Linked DNA regions of Gasterosteus aculeatus: region 1 is linked to region 2. Evidence: chromatin contacts called from public Hi-C data. All regions are on one chromosome and are shown on one strand. Each heading gives the region's core, a stretch centred on a gene start, on an enhancer-like site or on the middle of the called end of the contact. The rest is flanking DNA. Distances are from core to core; before and after follow the strand shown. Region 1 holds the start of LOC120818115. Region 2 holds the start of fam3c (FAM3 metabolism regulating signaling molecule C).

What was found. Hi-C and Micro-C count contacts between places; a contact is called where the count stands out from the background.
Region 1: a Hi-C map of skeletal muscle shows a contact between it and region 2, with 5 times the contacts expected there. The contact joins the promoter of LOC120818115 here to the promoter of fam3c in region 2. A contact is called at or near these places in 3 of 6 Hi-C or Micro-C datasets (skeletal muscle and whole body).

What each region holds. Positions count from the first base shown.
Region 1 is chr4:32,323,266-32,330,320 of fGasAcu3.hap1.1, reverse strand. It overlaps LOC120818115, which reads left to right and starts at 1,969. Exons shown (of 4, transcript XM_040174893.2): 1 at 1,969-2,230; 2 at 2,648-2,741; 3 at 2,976-3,063; 4 at 3,140-4,521. The coding sequence starts at 2,158. The coding sequence ends at 3,859. LOC120817668 reads right to left here and starts at 1,963. Exons shown (of 10, transcript XM_040174103.2): 1 at 1,537-1,963; 2 at 678-757; 3 at 313-493; 4 at 74-218. The coding sequence starts at 1,558. epyc (epiphycan) reads right to left here. Exons shown (of 10, transcript XM_040174892.2): 5 at 6,899-7,055; 6 at 6,235-6,351; 7 at 5,900-6,058; 8 at 5,615-5,817; 9 at 5,401-5,496; 10 at 3,973-5,005. The coding sequence ends at 4,835.
Region 2 is chr4:32,173,838-32,180,960 of fGasAcu3.hap1.1, reverse strand. It overlaps fam3c (FAM3 metabolism regulating signaling molecule C), which reads right to left and starts at 5,663. Exons shown (of 10, transcript XM_078100344.1): 1 at 5,398-5,663; 2 at 4,909-4,980; 3 at 4,705-4,809; 4 at 4,454-4,480; 5 at 4,170-4,293; 6 at 3,791-3,849; 7 at 3,514-3,564; 8 at 3,334-3,418; 9 at 3,118-3,244; 10 at 2,202-2,993. The coding sequence starts at 4,924. The coding sequence ends at 2,904. It overlaps LOC120817890 (sortilin), which reads right to left. Exons shown (of 21, transcript XM_040174544.2): 19 at 6,866-6,972; 20 at 6,620-6,737; 21 at 6,262-6,541. The coding sequence ends at 6,527.

The sequences.
Region 1 (7,055 bases), core at 720-3,219, 150 kb before region 2:
GGAGGGTGAGGGAGAGAGGGAGCAGGGAGGGGGGCCGCGCACCGTCAAGCGTGGGTTCACGTGCGTCTCTCACCCGTAAGAGGTGTTGAAGATTTTGATGCTCTGGGTGTGCGGCAGCGAGTACTGGGCCTCGAGGATGTGATCATTAGCAACCTCCAACCAGCCGTTTCCGTCGTTGAGCTGCCATTGGAAGCACCGGCCATCGGTGAGCTTTGGCGCTGGTTTGGATAAAAAAAAAAAAAAACAAGAGAAAGAGGAATGATATCGGCTTTTAATTTCCATCGATTAAAAGGTCGAACCGTTGTCCCTCACCAGCAGATGTCGATCGGTCCGAGGAGGACTCTCTTGCAGCCCCGGGGTGGTTCAGCTTACACTGTGACCCGCGGCGACAACCTCCGGTGAGGGCGTACTTGCAGAAGTGCAAGTAAGAGCACCTGTCGCCGTCTTTGCAGCCGCGGCCGTTGTAAAACTTGCAGGGCTTTTTCCCGTGAAGCTGAAATATGGGAGTGTGGAGGATTGCTCCCGTCACCGGCGAGGAATGCACACTTGTGTCATGCATTTTATCGCTGTGGCAGTAAACTCTCATCAGCAGCTGAACATGTGTCAGGTGGGTTTACTGAGCTATTCTCGTGGCTTTAAGGTGTATTTATGAAAAAGATGGCAACCCCCCAACAAACCTGAAAATCAGTTTTTTCATCTGAGCTTCCGTCACTGTCCAACTCTCCACTTTCTCCAGAAGAGTATTCTTCCCCCGAATCTAGAGGAGAACAAATGCATTCAAAACCCCCCACTGGGTGAAAGTGGCCATCCAGTGCAGTCAATCAAAATGTAACTATAAATGGCTAAATGTAAACAAACAAGTGTCAAGCGTTTGATGTAAAGCTGTTTTTACTTGTTTTGTTAAAAGCTACAACGTCTCTGGGGAGAAGGAAGGTGTTAAACAAATTAAACAAATGTCTTTCCCAGTTTGCCCTTAAAAAATATTCAAAGAGCTCTTCTATTTCTAATGCAGTAATGGAGCACTTATAACTAAAGAGATGCTATGTGATGACCTACATTCAGCTGTGACGTCATGTTGACATTTTCTGTAGGGATATTGGTTCAGTGAAAAATAGTAACTAAATAACAAAAATTCCACTAAAAAAAACAAGAATTACCGTATGATATTCGTTATTTTTAGACGCTGTGTAGAAACAGTACCAAATAGAACTTCGAAGAGAGCTCCATAAAAATAAACGAAACTGAAAGTAAAGAAGGTTTTTCATCTACTTTAACTTCAACCGATCCAGAGCTCATACTTGTTTTAACGCATTGTCCCCGATGTGTGAAGTAATCCCATTCGGTTTGGTCCAATAGCAACATATAATAATATTGTAATGTCTCATATAGAAAGATGTTCCATAAGCGAACATAAAGTGACCACATATCGGGTTTTTTGAAAGGGCATAAAAGTGGTGAAGCTTTGAGTAACAAGCCACTGCAGATAATCACCACAAATCATTGATTTTTGAGCGATATGGATAAAAAGTTACTCACCAGAGCAATAAGCCGCCGCCATTGCTTCCGTCTGATCGTTTCGTTTTATAGACACACCGCCACACCCTCACGTTGCTTTCAATCACACCCAGCGAGGCTAAACATACAGCTCAAAGAAGAGTAATGCCATGAAGTAACCAGTGACTACAGATATGGTACATCTGCAAAATCCAGGACCCAGAAATAACTATAACTAACTATCACTAACTAACTATATTTATTATAACTATAATAAATAATTTGTTGGATCAAAGAATATAAAAACGCCCTTTTTGTATAAAAACTGTGAAAAAAAGGAAAAATCCACCGCCAACATAAACTAGAAATACAAGGAAGATGAATAAATCAGAAAGCAATGCTGACCGAGAGTACGGGGCGATAAACATATCTGAAGTAAGTGCACTGGATTCACCTCACGCGCGACACCTCCGCAGCACGAGGGGGCGACAGCGAGCCGATCGGTGTCGTCGGCGACCTCCCAGTTTAAGGGTCACGTTGGGGCTCTGTTGAAAACAAGCGAAGAAGAAGATAGGGCGCTTCTGAAGGAGGAACGAGCAGTCTCTTTCTCACGAAGGGCACTCCACACCGAGGCCAAACCGAAGAACGGGAACTAAGGGAACCATGGAAATCAACGATCACGCGTACACGAGCACCACTTATGACAAATGCAATCCCGTGGACTTCCCATACAAACGTGAGTTCAGTCACCACAAAAACCTCACGTTAATTAAGCGAGCTAACGTACTTTAGCATGGACACCTAGCAAGGGTAGTCCGCGGGGAATGTTCCCAACGAGTACGCTTATTTTAATAACGCGTATTTTTTTCAGTTTGCCTCCAGTGGGGATGTAACGCTAGGTTTTATTTGTTGTCTAAACCCGTCTAAATAAAGTATGAGCAAACAGTGGAGCAACGCAATAAACTTAGTAAATACAATAAAGAGAAAACTCTTATTTTGTAAGAGAATTGGGGGAAATTACAGACATTTGAAGTCACAGCAGGCAAGAAATACACTCCACACAGCACAATTAGCAGTGTTTAAGATTTTTTTTTTCTTGCAGGTTTGCAGTCCATCCCCTCATTTCTAAATCCTTTTTCTCTCTCCCTCTCAGTGAGTGCAGATGAAGTTGAAGAATTTGTGAAGCTGAGGGTTTCAAACAAGTACCTCTTCTCTGGAAGGAAAAATACTTCCATGTGGGCATGGAGGTATGCCAGCGGGTTAAAGAGGGGCATGTTACTGTGTGAATATTGAAAATATGCAATATGCATAGGTGGGAAGTATTCTATTAAGTTCTTCTGCATTGAGATGTGTCTTTGCTTTTTTATACACTGTTTTGATTAAAGTTAAACAAACCAACTTTCTGTCCAATTCACTAATTGCTGTATTAATTGTTTGTACTCTTATGATTTTGTGTGTTATTAAGATGATTATAATTTCAGAGCCATCCTGAAACACATGGGCTTACAGCACAAGATGACCCACAGTCAAGCATCCAAAAAATGGGAAAACATGAAGAAGAGATACAAGGTACAGTAAAAACTGAATAAACAAAACCCACTTAGTTGTACTTTGACAATTATTTGCCCTCTCTCTTCTCCCTCAGGGGTTAAAGAACCCGTCGGATGGAACTAAAGGGTTGCCCGGCGCTTGGCCTTATTTCCATCTGCTGGACGACGCCATGGAGGGTCGGCTGGAAGGCAGCGCCCCCATCTTAAAGGCCTTTCCCGCCTACGCCGATTTCCCTCCCATCTTCAAACCCAAGAAGAGGAAGTTATCCGTGGTGACAAGCCCTCCTGCACCGGAAATCGAGGTTTCCCTGAACGGAGACGGGGACGACGACGACAACGAGACGGTGGATGACGGAAGCCGGGAGATGGAGCGCGCATTGCAAGAGATGGAGCACGGGAGGGACGTGATGGAGGGCGAGAGGCGGATGATGGAGAGGGAGAAGCAGGTGATGGAGAGGGAGAGGCAGGTGGTTGAAAGGGAGCGGCAGGTGCTGCAGAGGGAGAAGGCGGCGCTGGACAGGGAGTTTGCCGCCGTGGACCGAGACAGAGCCTCGCTGGACAGGGAGAGGGCGATTGTGGACAGAGAGAGGGCCGTGATGGAGAGGGAGAGGGCGCTGGTGGAGAAGGACAGAGATGCCGTGAGGAGGGACCGGCTGGCTCTGGAGCGAGAGGGAGCCGGACCGGGCGGACTTTCGGAACCCAAAGAGAGGACTGAGGAGGTCACACAGAACGGCGGCGACGAGAAAGATTCGGTCGTCAAGGACAGGACGGAGCAGTTCATCAACTTGTTTGAAAAACTGATAGAGAATTTTTGATTCGCTGTGGGTTTTCCGGCACACAGCGTTCCCCCGAGGAAAACCAATTTTTCACCTCGGTGGCATCGTACTTCAACCACGAGGCGTCAATGAAAACTTTGAGCCACTCCTAGTTTGGAGAGGTCTTCACAACAACTTTATTCACTTGTGGTTATTCCATACAGAGCACACAATAGCAGGCTATTAGCATTATACTTAACCCAATCCAAAATCAAAATCAACCCCCCCCCCCCCACTCCCAAGAATCAAACAATCATCTTTATTTGATTGACTGGACATTAGAACTTTTTGTATCCGCAACTGTACGGTTTGAAACATCACTTTTTTAAAATTTAATATACCAAATATTCCAGTTCTTGTAAAAAATATTTTCTTAGATTACAGTACAGACTTTACAACAAATGATTGTGTTTAAATGCGTTTTTTATTGCATTATCATCAATTTACCCTCCATTAAGCTCCAGCTTCAATAACTTTGTGCTAGTATACATTTCCAAAAGTGTTTTTTTCAATAATATTAATACTATTATTTTTACAAAACAAACATTTAAACAATATTACTGTTTTTTTTTATTTTTTTCGCCAGTCATGAACAGACATTAAACCGACACATACATGCCATTTGAGGTTTTATATAATAAACGCATTTCTCCAAAATGCCACCCACTGTTTTCGTTTAATCAAGTTGCGGAACGGTTTGGCTTTTGAGCGACTTCTTGCGCGTACGTGTTTGTGTGTCCGTAGGTGTGCTTGCGTTGTGAAGTAGAGCGATGTATTGCCAGAATCTGACTAATTTGTGGATGTTTTTCCAGAGTATAAATCAGTTAACTGATCCGTGTGGTGTAAGCCTGCAGCGTGCGTGGCCGCTTGGAACTGAAATTGAATCGACTGTTTGAGGAGCGGCGGATGTTGCGCGCGTGTGTCAATATGTACAAGCATTTGTGCATGTGGTTGCATTCGAGGGGGTCGGTGTGGTTAAATGAGGTTCCCGATGGGGATCCGGGGCAGGCACACGTAGGCCTGCGGGGTCCTGCTGAGGTTGATGGGGTTGCCGTCCAGACGGATGTCCTCCAGTGCGTTCCTGATGTAGTTGAAATCTTTCAGGTTGCAGAATGTGTCCCCGTGCATCATTTGAATGTTGTTACGCTGCAAGACAAGATAGTGGATGAGATATCATCTCTGAGCAGAGGAGACTTGCTAATGAAAAGGGGGAGATTAGAATGGAGCCTGCAGGGAGTTTTTCCAATTTGTGGCAAGAATTGTCACATAGTAGTCATTTCAGCATACATTTTATGATTGATATGGTAGCAAGGTCTGAAAAAATGGCATGAGATATTTGTATTTGTTAAAAGAAAAAGAGGTTAAAGTCAACTTTAATGTCATACCAACGCAGACACACGGAATGAACTAAAAAAAACACCTCACGCTCATTCTGGATGCCGATGATATGAGAGAAAAGAATGCTCCTTAAACCAGGTTCATATCGGCAATTTCCATGTGTCTCAACAAGAGGGTGGATGCATCCGGAGGACAACGCGTACCTGTAGGTGTAGAGACCTTAGGCTGTCCGGTAGAGGCACAGGGATGTAATCGATGTGGTTGTCCGTTAGGTACAGGTACAGCAGGCCCGTCATGTCCTGGGTACGAGAAGAAAAGATACAAGTCGTCATTCCACCTTTCAGTTGCAAACTGACCCGATCAAACTTGAAGGTAGTCTTGACGATAGAGCGTTTCAAAACTATTTCAAAAGCGTACTTTGAACGCCTCTTGGTGGACGCCCTTGCTGCCGATGTCATTGTGGCTGGCGTCGATCAGACTCATTGTCTCCGGGAGGGCGGGCAGCTGTGAGATGTGGTTCTCTCGAATCACCAGCTCCTCCAGCTCGGGCAGACCCAAAAAGGCCCTCTCGTCGATGGACGTTATCTCGTTGGCGGTCAGGTCGATCCTCTTCAGCTTATCTGGAGAAAAGCAACCAACATGTCCACTTTATATCTGGTCCTCAATACCTCTAATATTTGATTCATGTTCATTCAGACTTACTCATGAAGGCGAAGTCGGACTTGTTGATCTTGGTGATTCGGTTGTAGCGGGCGTAGAAGTGAGTGGTGTCTTTGGGAAGAGGCGGAACACTATCCAGCTTCAAGTCATCGCAGTAGACCGAACCGCCGAGGCATGTGCACAGCAGGCACGTGGGCATACCTGGAAAATGTGGACCAGAACGAAGAGGAGAAGAAGAAGAGGGGGGCGGAATAAAATGGGGGAAATAATGTCTTTGTGAGGGTCCAGGCTTTGCAGACAATGACCCAAACTGGACTCCCCCCATCTCACCACGCTCCCCGTTCCCTTCACTCAGGCCCTTGATGTTAAGTACTGACCTGTCCGGTCAATCACAGGCTCCTCGGGCTTGTCAGGCTCCCCTGAGCTCCCTGACTCTTCCACACCGCCAGCACCCTCCTGAGGGGTTTCTGGTGTCACTGGAAGCAGCCCCTCCTCTTGTTAGAGACAAGATTAGGTGTCAAAGAGACAGGTTAGCTCAGCATGGGAGGCTCTGGCAAACAGCAGCCCGCTGTTTGCCGCAGTGATTAAGTAACAGGAAGTACATTAGCAGTATTAACTCCGCGTTTGTGGCATTTAACTCATGAGTGGAAATTAAATGACGTAAGCTTGATTGCAGAGAACAAAAAACAACTCTTTTTGGCAGATAGCTACCATGTCTTTGGATAACCACAATGGGTGAATGAAGAATGGATGATGAATTTCAATCACGCATCATGGATACATTAAAGTAACTGGATATTGTACTCAAAGGTGGTGGATATTCACTTGTTTTTATTATTCAGTACGTAGGCCAAAAATGATCTTTCAGCCCCTGTACAGCCCGAAGCTTTTCTAGCCCCTGGGAAAAGTTTCATAAAACCATTATGAATTAAAAATCAATTTCAACTTGTTTTGTGACCTGTCAGAAGTTTATAACTGGCAAAGCGAGGGTGATGAGCCAGGTAACAGTTTTTTACCCACAAATCCAGATTAGATACTGACCTTTCTCAGTGTCAGGGACAAGAGTGACCTCAGGGACCTCTTTCTCTCCAGAGCCAGAGACACCTGATGCCCCAGGGGATCCAGAGAACTCTAATTCTCCAGAGGCTCCGAGATCCCCAGAGGCCCCTGAGGTTCCTGAAGCTCCTGAGAACTCTGG
Region 2 (7,123 bases), core at 4,414-6,913:
ACACACTTTGAGACACATGTGAGACACACACACACGTGTGCCCATGTTTGTGTGACCGAAACAAAAAACTAATTATTGCTAAAGTACGTGTGGTAGTTGTCTGATCGGTGCTCCGTGTTGGTGTGCAATGAGTAGAGGAGATACCGCGATGTTCTTGTGTATCTTCAGAGTAGGAGGACGACATTGTGTGAGGTTGATGTGTTGGTTGCGTGCAAACACTCGGCGCCCTCTGGCATTCACATCACGCAACGGGCGCGAATCGAATGTTAAGACCAACAAATTAGACCAAATTCTTCGCGTTACACTCGCGAGGGGGCAAAGAGCGCTGGTGAAACCTCCAACGCGGCGCTCACGTTGTTGATTCAGTACACAGACTGTGAAGGAGGAGAGAGGCCTCTGACTTGCAGGCCACGTGCCGCATCACCGACGCTTCAACACCAAACCGCTTGTTGCGGCGAAGCCGGCGAGTAAAGTGAGACAACGGCGCGCTCTGGCTGTCGGGCTGGAGACAGCAGTTCCGTCCCAGCGGACGTCTTGTGCACGTCACCCCGATGCACGGCGGCGTGAGACGGAGGGGCACGAGGCCCTCGAGGGTTTTCTGTTGAAGGGTGTTAAAAACAAGTAAAGCAGAAAGGCGGCGAGGGAAAGAAATACACGCTTCAGGTGCACTTATTGTAAGTGAACAACTCAGAATGCATGAATAGGTTTTAGGGGTGTAACGATTCATCCACTGAATCGATTAATCGATTTATTTTCCTGCGATCCAACTGAATCGATCTGTGCTCCGCAAATCGGCATTCCGGACGACATATATCGATTACAAATCGATTGAAATGGTACATAATCGATTTGTATCGACACTTGGAAACTGCACATTGGATTTAAGCACAAAAACGGTATGGATGTGTGTTTGTTTGTTTGTTTTTTAGCACTTTAGACACGTTAAACGTTACTCGATTCAGTCTGCCTGTCTGTGACGTCATCAGTACGCAGCGGCAGCCGCGCGAAACTCGGAACAACAACAAAACACAGCGTGGAGGAGACGACTGCGAGCGAGACATTTACAAACCAACTTATCGATCCAGCGCGTGGAAACATTTGGGCTTTTGCAAACACGGAGTTCTAAATAAGTCGGTCGCTGTTTGTAGAATATGTAGAAGACAAATAAAAAAAACACGGGAACACGACGAATCTTTCCGGCCGTCTACTAAGCCGCCGTGGGATTAAACAACGCCGACAGTCAGGACCTCTAGCAGCGTCACCGCTGCAGCAGCAGCAGGTAACTGCAGCTCTGCAGACACCTCAGGCCTCGCCAGCACCAAACTCAACATCACAGCAACAATTGCCAAGTTTATCTGTAAAGACATGTGACCCTACAATGTGGTTCAAAATCCGGGGTTCTGTGGATTGATCCAAACATTGTGTAATTATTATGTTTACATTGAAAATGGCACTTGATTCAAATAAAAGGTTAATACATTTGCCATTAATTGTTGTTTGCTTGTTTATAATATCCATAATTAATTTAAACCTAATTTCCTTACAAGAAACAACAGGGATCTGAGAAACTTTGCCTGCACTGTCCAGTAAAGTTACTGAATCGATTTCAAGTCACTGAATCTAATCGAATCGTTCTAAATTAACCCAGATCGTCACTTAATCGAATCGGCAACCATGAATCGCGTTGAATCGTTGTTAAAATGAATCGTTACACCCCTAATAGTTTTACCTCTCAAAACATTTATTTCAGCACGTTTATGACACTTGATTGGGGTAGAATCCTCTCAAGGGGGGAGGTGGAGAGACGGGTGGAGACCATGACAGAATTTTAAAAAGGGGAACAGTGTCCTGACTGAATGATACATGGAGGTAAAGGAGTAGAGAACGACCGAAATTCACCCAAAAATAATACGGACCGTGCGTGAGGCCAAAGAGAATATTATTACGGACACTTGAAAAGAGAAAAATGGAAAAACATGAATTCCGTCCTTGAAGTGATCCTGATTGTTGGCCTGAAGCTCTGAAACCAACGATGAGATTTAACTAGATTGATCTACAATTTCTTTACTTTTACTTTATTCTCCCCTCTAAGGTGTTTTTTACAGATGAAAATCTGCATTGTTTGTAACTCCAGCAAGGTTGCATCTTGCCTCTTCGTATTAATGTTTATTTACATCCATCATAGCATCAAATGCACGTAATTAATGTGATCGGAGGCATCGACTTTATTTGACAAACAGAAAACCACATACACACACACCGCTAAATATAACAAAAACATATAATCCCCTCACACACACACATTTAGCTACCAATATCATTTATTAAAAGAATTTATATTATAGTTAAAATGGTCATTAATTTAAGATCTTTTAGATTATTTTCTAAATGGATATTTACACATTTCACAGTGAATTTGGTACATTTGATTACATTGTAACGTAAGCATCCTCAAACCCTGTTAATTACTATTTTCCCAGTAAAAATTCTCTCTCTCCGAAAGGAGCCAAGACCAATCAACAAAGCGATTAAGGCAGAAAACAGGAAGAAGGAAACACGGCCCTGCGGGCCCTGAAAACCATTTCCATGAGTAACAGTGCAATTACGCAACAGCATCAGTAACAGTCTGCGGGCGTCACACAGAAAGTGTCCCGGCACGCAGACAACCAAGCGGAGGTCCGCGTGATCCGCTTCACTTCCTCCTACATGATGCTCCCAGACAGGTCCGAGCTTCACCTTTCCGGTTTCACAGAAGCTCCCCTTTCTTTCCCTCGCCTGGAAGGTTTCCCGCTCCGGTTGGGCAAATGTAAACGGCAATCTCAGGAGGCGGGGCCGTGAGTGTTAAGTCGCTCGTCGGGCATCGCATGGGGGGGACGGGGTCGCCGGGAGGAGCCAAGCTCGGGTCAGTCCTGCCTCTGAGGGATGCAGCCCTCCATCTCCAGCACGTCGGGCCACCCCTCGAACTTGTTGGTTTCTGCGTTGTTCTTTATATGCTGAGGAAAGAGAGGGGGGGGGCAAACAAAGGGAATCAATAAGACACAAGAGTCAGTGACGTTAAACATTACGGCGTCTAAACCGCGTGGTGCTTCCTGTCAGGGGCGCAGACGTAGGCGTTACCAGCTCGAACGGACTCTTGGTCTTGATGCCTTTCCCCCCCACGAAGACCCAGTTGTCGCGAAAGCCCAGGTTGTTGATGGCGGTGCTGCCCAGGTCGGCGATCAGCTTCTTGGCTTCGTCGTTGAGTCTGCGGAGCGAAGGAGGGGGGTATCAAGAGAGAGACAAGAGGAATAGAGACGCGTGCATGCAGGCGGTTCTGGGGGAGAAAGTCCTCACTTTGTGGCCGGATCGTCGAACGAGGCCATCATCACCACCGTGCCGTCCTCGATGCCCTTCAGGAAGGTGATGAAGGGAGCCACCTCTGAACAACAACAACAACAACACGCCGTGAACATGTCGCATTCGCTTCGAATTCGCTAAACGTCTGAGACCAAACGGTTTGGGGAACACACTCACCTCCTCCCCACATGTCAAAGTAATCCGTCTTGATAACGTCCCCTGTTCTCCCTGTGGGGGGAAAATATCCAACTTAGAATATTTTCATTCAGATGTGGAGTCAAAACTCACACTATTGTCGTTAGTTGATTCACAGCGCTTCCTCCTCTGTTTACTACCAGCAAAGGCAAACGACCCAAAGAAGCCCCGCCCCTTGTCCCCAAAATGGAAACACAATGAAACCAGCGCTGCCACATTTCAAGGCGTTCAAGGCGCGGCGTCTAGCCGACGGCGTTACCGTTGACCAGGGCGATGTTGATTCCTCTCCCCACGTTGTTCTTCACCGCGCTCAATATTCTAAAAGAAACACAAGCAGAAGAGGAGCACGGTGAGGATGGAGAGCCACCGTGGGCGATTTCACATATTCTGTTCTGCCCGTTAATCTCAAGGCGGAGTATTACTCAATGTTTGACATGGAAGGAGTTCCCGGACTCGGGGGGGGGGAGCGTGCCAGCCTGACCTTTATCAAACATTATAAGCCGAGATGCTTTACTGCTGAGCTGAAGCATCCGCTACAGGCGCACACAACGCAGTGTTGACCCGTGCCGGGAAGCAGCTGCCGTGTGTGTGCGCGTGTGTGTGTGTGTTAATGACTTTCAAGGTGTTACTTGACGCACAATTTGTCGTTCAGGCAGACTCTGGGTCCCACGACGCTGGCCGCGCCGCTCGTCATCCGGAAGGGCAGGTTTCCGGGCGGGCACGACTTGGTCAGGCCACACTTGTGCCGGAATGGCTTTGCTGCTGTGAATAGAAAGCGCCGTTTTACACTAAATCCGGTAAAACCGGAATCCGACAACGGAAAGACCAACCAGGGGGGTTTTGTCGTGTAAATTTCTTCTATTTGTGGGTAATACCAGTGCGCTGTTGCTAAAGACTGAATAACAAACTGTAACATACTTACAGCCTTCATTCAACGGCACAGATCTTGCTGAAAAGCAGAAAGAAAAGTTCATATTAAATCAGGAAACAGTTATTGCCATAACATGTCAGACATACAAGGAATTTGACTTAAGTGGAGATCATTGTAATTATGTCAAGACAGACAATTAGCCTATTATTAATGATAATAATATTAATAATTATGTGAAGGGAAGGACCCACTAATCCACAATGCTTCCCTTGCAAAATCATCTTGCGACAACGGTTACTCACACATCACACCGCCAATCTGGAAGTCCATGTTTATCTCCAGCAGCTGGAAAGCCATGAAGACAACCAGCAGGAACACGAGGATGACCACGGCCAACTTCAAAATACCTGAATGATTGACGTGAAGGAACATCAAATCACACATTAGATCCTCCTCCACCACGGTTGTTATTCTGCGGTGTATAACATCACAGTGGACACACTTACTTGCAGCCCTGGCCATCTTCTCCTCCTCCTCCGACCACTCCTCAAGAAGATTAAAAAAAAAAAAAAAAAAACCTGCAGTGATAAAACAACGCGTGAGTGTGTGTGACCCAGCCCCCCAATATCTCTCTCTCCGGGGCGTGCGGGTGAACTATTCCGGGGACTGGACCCGGTGTAACGTTAACGGTCACAGCCAAGTGACGGTCTTGACCGTCGGCTTCTCGATGAATTCGAACGATGACCCGCGGGTACAAGAGTTGCTCCGAGTCACTTTGGCTCGGCTGAAAAGGCCGTGACACGAATAGTGTCGAAACGACGTCACAAACGAGACGCCGCGTCGACTTCCTCCTCCTCCCTGCCCCGCATTTTCTCCCCTGACGGGCGGCGAAATGGGCTCCGGCGGGAAGTCAGCGGCAGTGATTACTTCGAAGCAGCGTTTAATGCTTCCATTGGAAGAATGGAGGAGAAGACGAAAGGCCACACCCGGCTTACCTCTTCAAACTGAAGCGTAGCCAACAATCTCCGAGTGACTCGCTCGGGCGGTTGATCGGCTGCTGGTTGGTTTTGAAACATGAGTTGACATGGCGACAGCGCGAGGATGCTCCACTCCGCCGGAGAAACCGAAGACGAACAGGCGGGCGGATCCGTAGCGTTTGTTTGTTTGTTTATTGACCAAACTCGGCGCTTGGTACGTGATGTTTGGTTGTAACAAAGCAAAAGAATGAAATTAAACAACACTTTTAGAAGGGTTAAAGGGCTTTGTTTTTGTTTTTTTCAGCTTTTGCTCATTTACTTATTGTAGGTTGATCTATGCATTGCTATTTTAAATTTGTGTACGCAATATGTAATATCTCTTTATGCTTTTAGAATTAAAATACATTTTACTTGTATATTTGTCATATAAACATGGGCAAATATTGGCCCAAATTACCCTAAACTCTGCACCGTGTGACTCACGGCTAAATATTAACAGGTTAATAGACTGAAATGTCTATAATATTTAATCAATATCTGGGCAATCATGGTAATAGTATAAACGCGCATGCTTAAGGTCCCTGTGGCCGAATATTGAATGTGATTTTTGAGAAACTTCGCTGTACCAAATTTCTCCACGAGTGAGACATCTTAACCAATATAAATCCCCTTTCTTTTTCTCTGTTTAAAACGGGAGACAGCGCCGCCCCGCGGAGGCTTCGAGCGGTTCATATTTATTTAATTCATGGCGCATTTAAAACATAACATTCTAAATATTTTTATGACTTTTATCGTTTCTTTTTTTTTTTTTTTTTACAAATGCACATTGTTACTTCTTCGTCTTATTTGGTTTCACGTTGGATAGAAAGTAACAAGACACAGTACAATTAAAGGTACAATTTAAGTACAATTAAAGTGAAATACAAATACTGTGCAAATAAATCAAATAATAAGCAAAGTAACACATTGAAATTAAGCAAACTCAATAAATTAGACACTTTCATGCTCGTCCTTTAAATCCTCGAACCTCTCCACAGAGTGTGCTCCCATTAAGATATTGGGGATAAGTCTGACAAAAGTCCATAGCAGTTTTTCTTCAGCACGGCTCGTCCCAATCCTGAATATTCAGTGCATCCATAGAACTGCGTCATTCAATAAGATCCTGTTGATATTAGAACACAGATGTATTAGTACACAAGGGGAACAATATGTTATAACTGATAACGGTGCTGATTCCTACATCATCTGACTCCAGCTGGCAGGCCGTGCCGTTGCTGCTGGCGCCGCTCTCGAGATCCGCTGTGACGCCGTTATCTTCGTCCTGAATCCGGAGGTTGGAGAAACGGTACACTGGTGACCTGTGGGGGCGACATGAAACCAGAATGACCACATGCACCGCAGACGTGTGTGTGTGTGTGTGTGTGTGTGTGTGTGTGTGTGTGTGTGTGTGTGTGTGTGTGTGTGTGTGTGTGTGCGCGCAGCTCACCGGTGTCTGTAAAGCCCTCTTCTCACTGCAAAGACTGCTGAAACGATCGCCACCACAACAATTAGCCCGGCTCCTGCACACACCAGGATCAACACCAGCCTCTCTCGCTGGGAAAACACACATGCCAGCAGCCGTTGTTACTCACAAATAGCTTACCTCATGCAACAACTGAAAGGACACATGCATAGATAAGATAAGACGAACTAATCCGTTTTTAGTCCCGCAGCAGAATAAATTTAACCGGCAGAAGTAAAAATT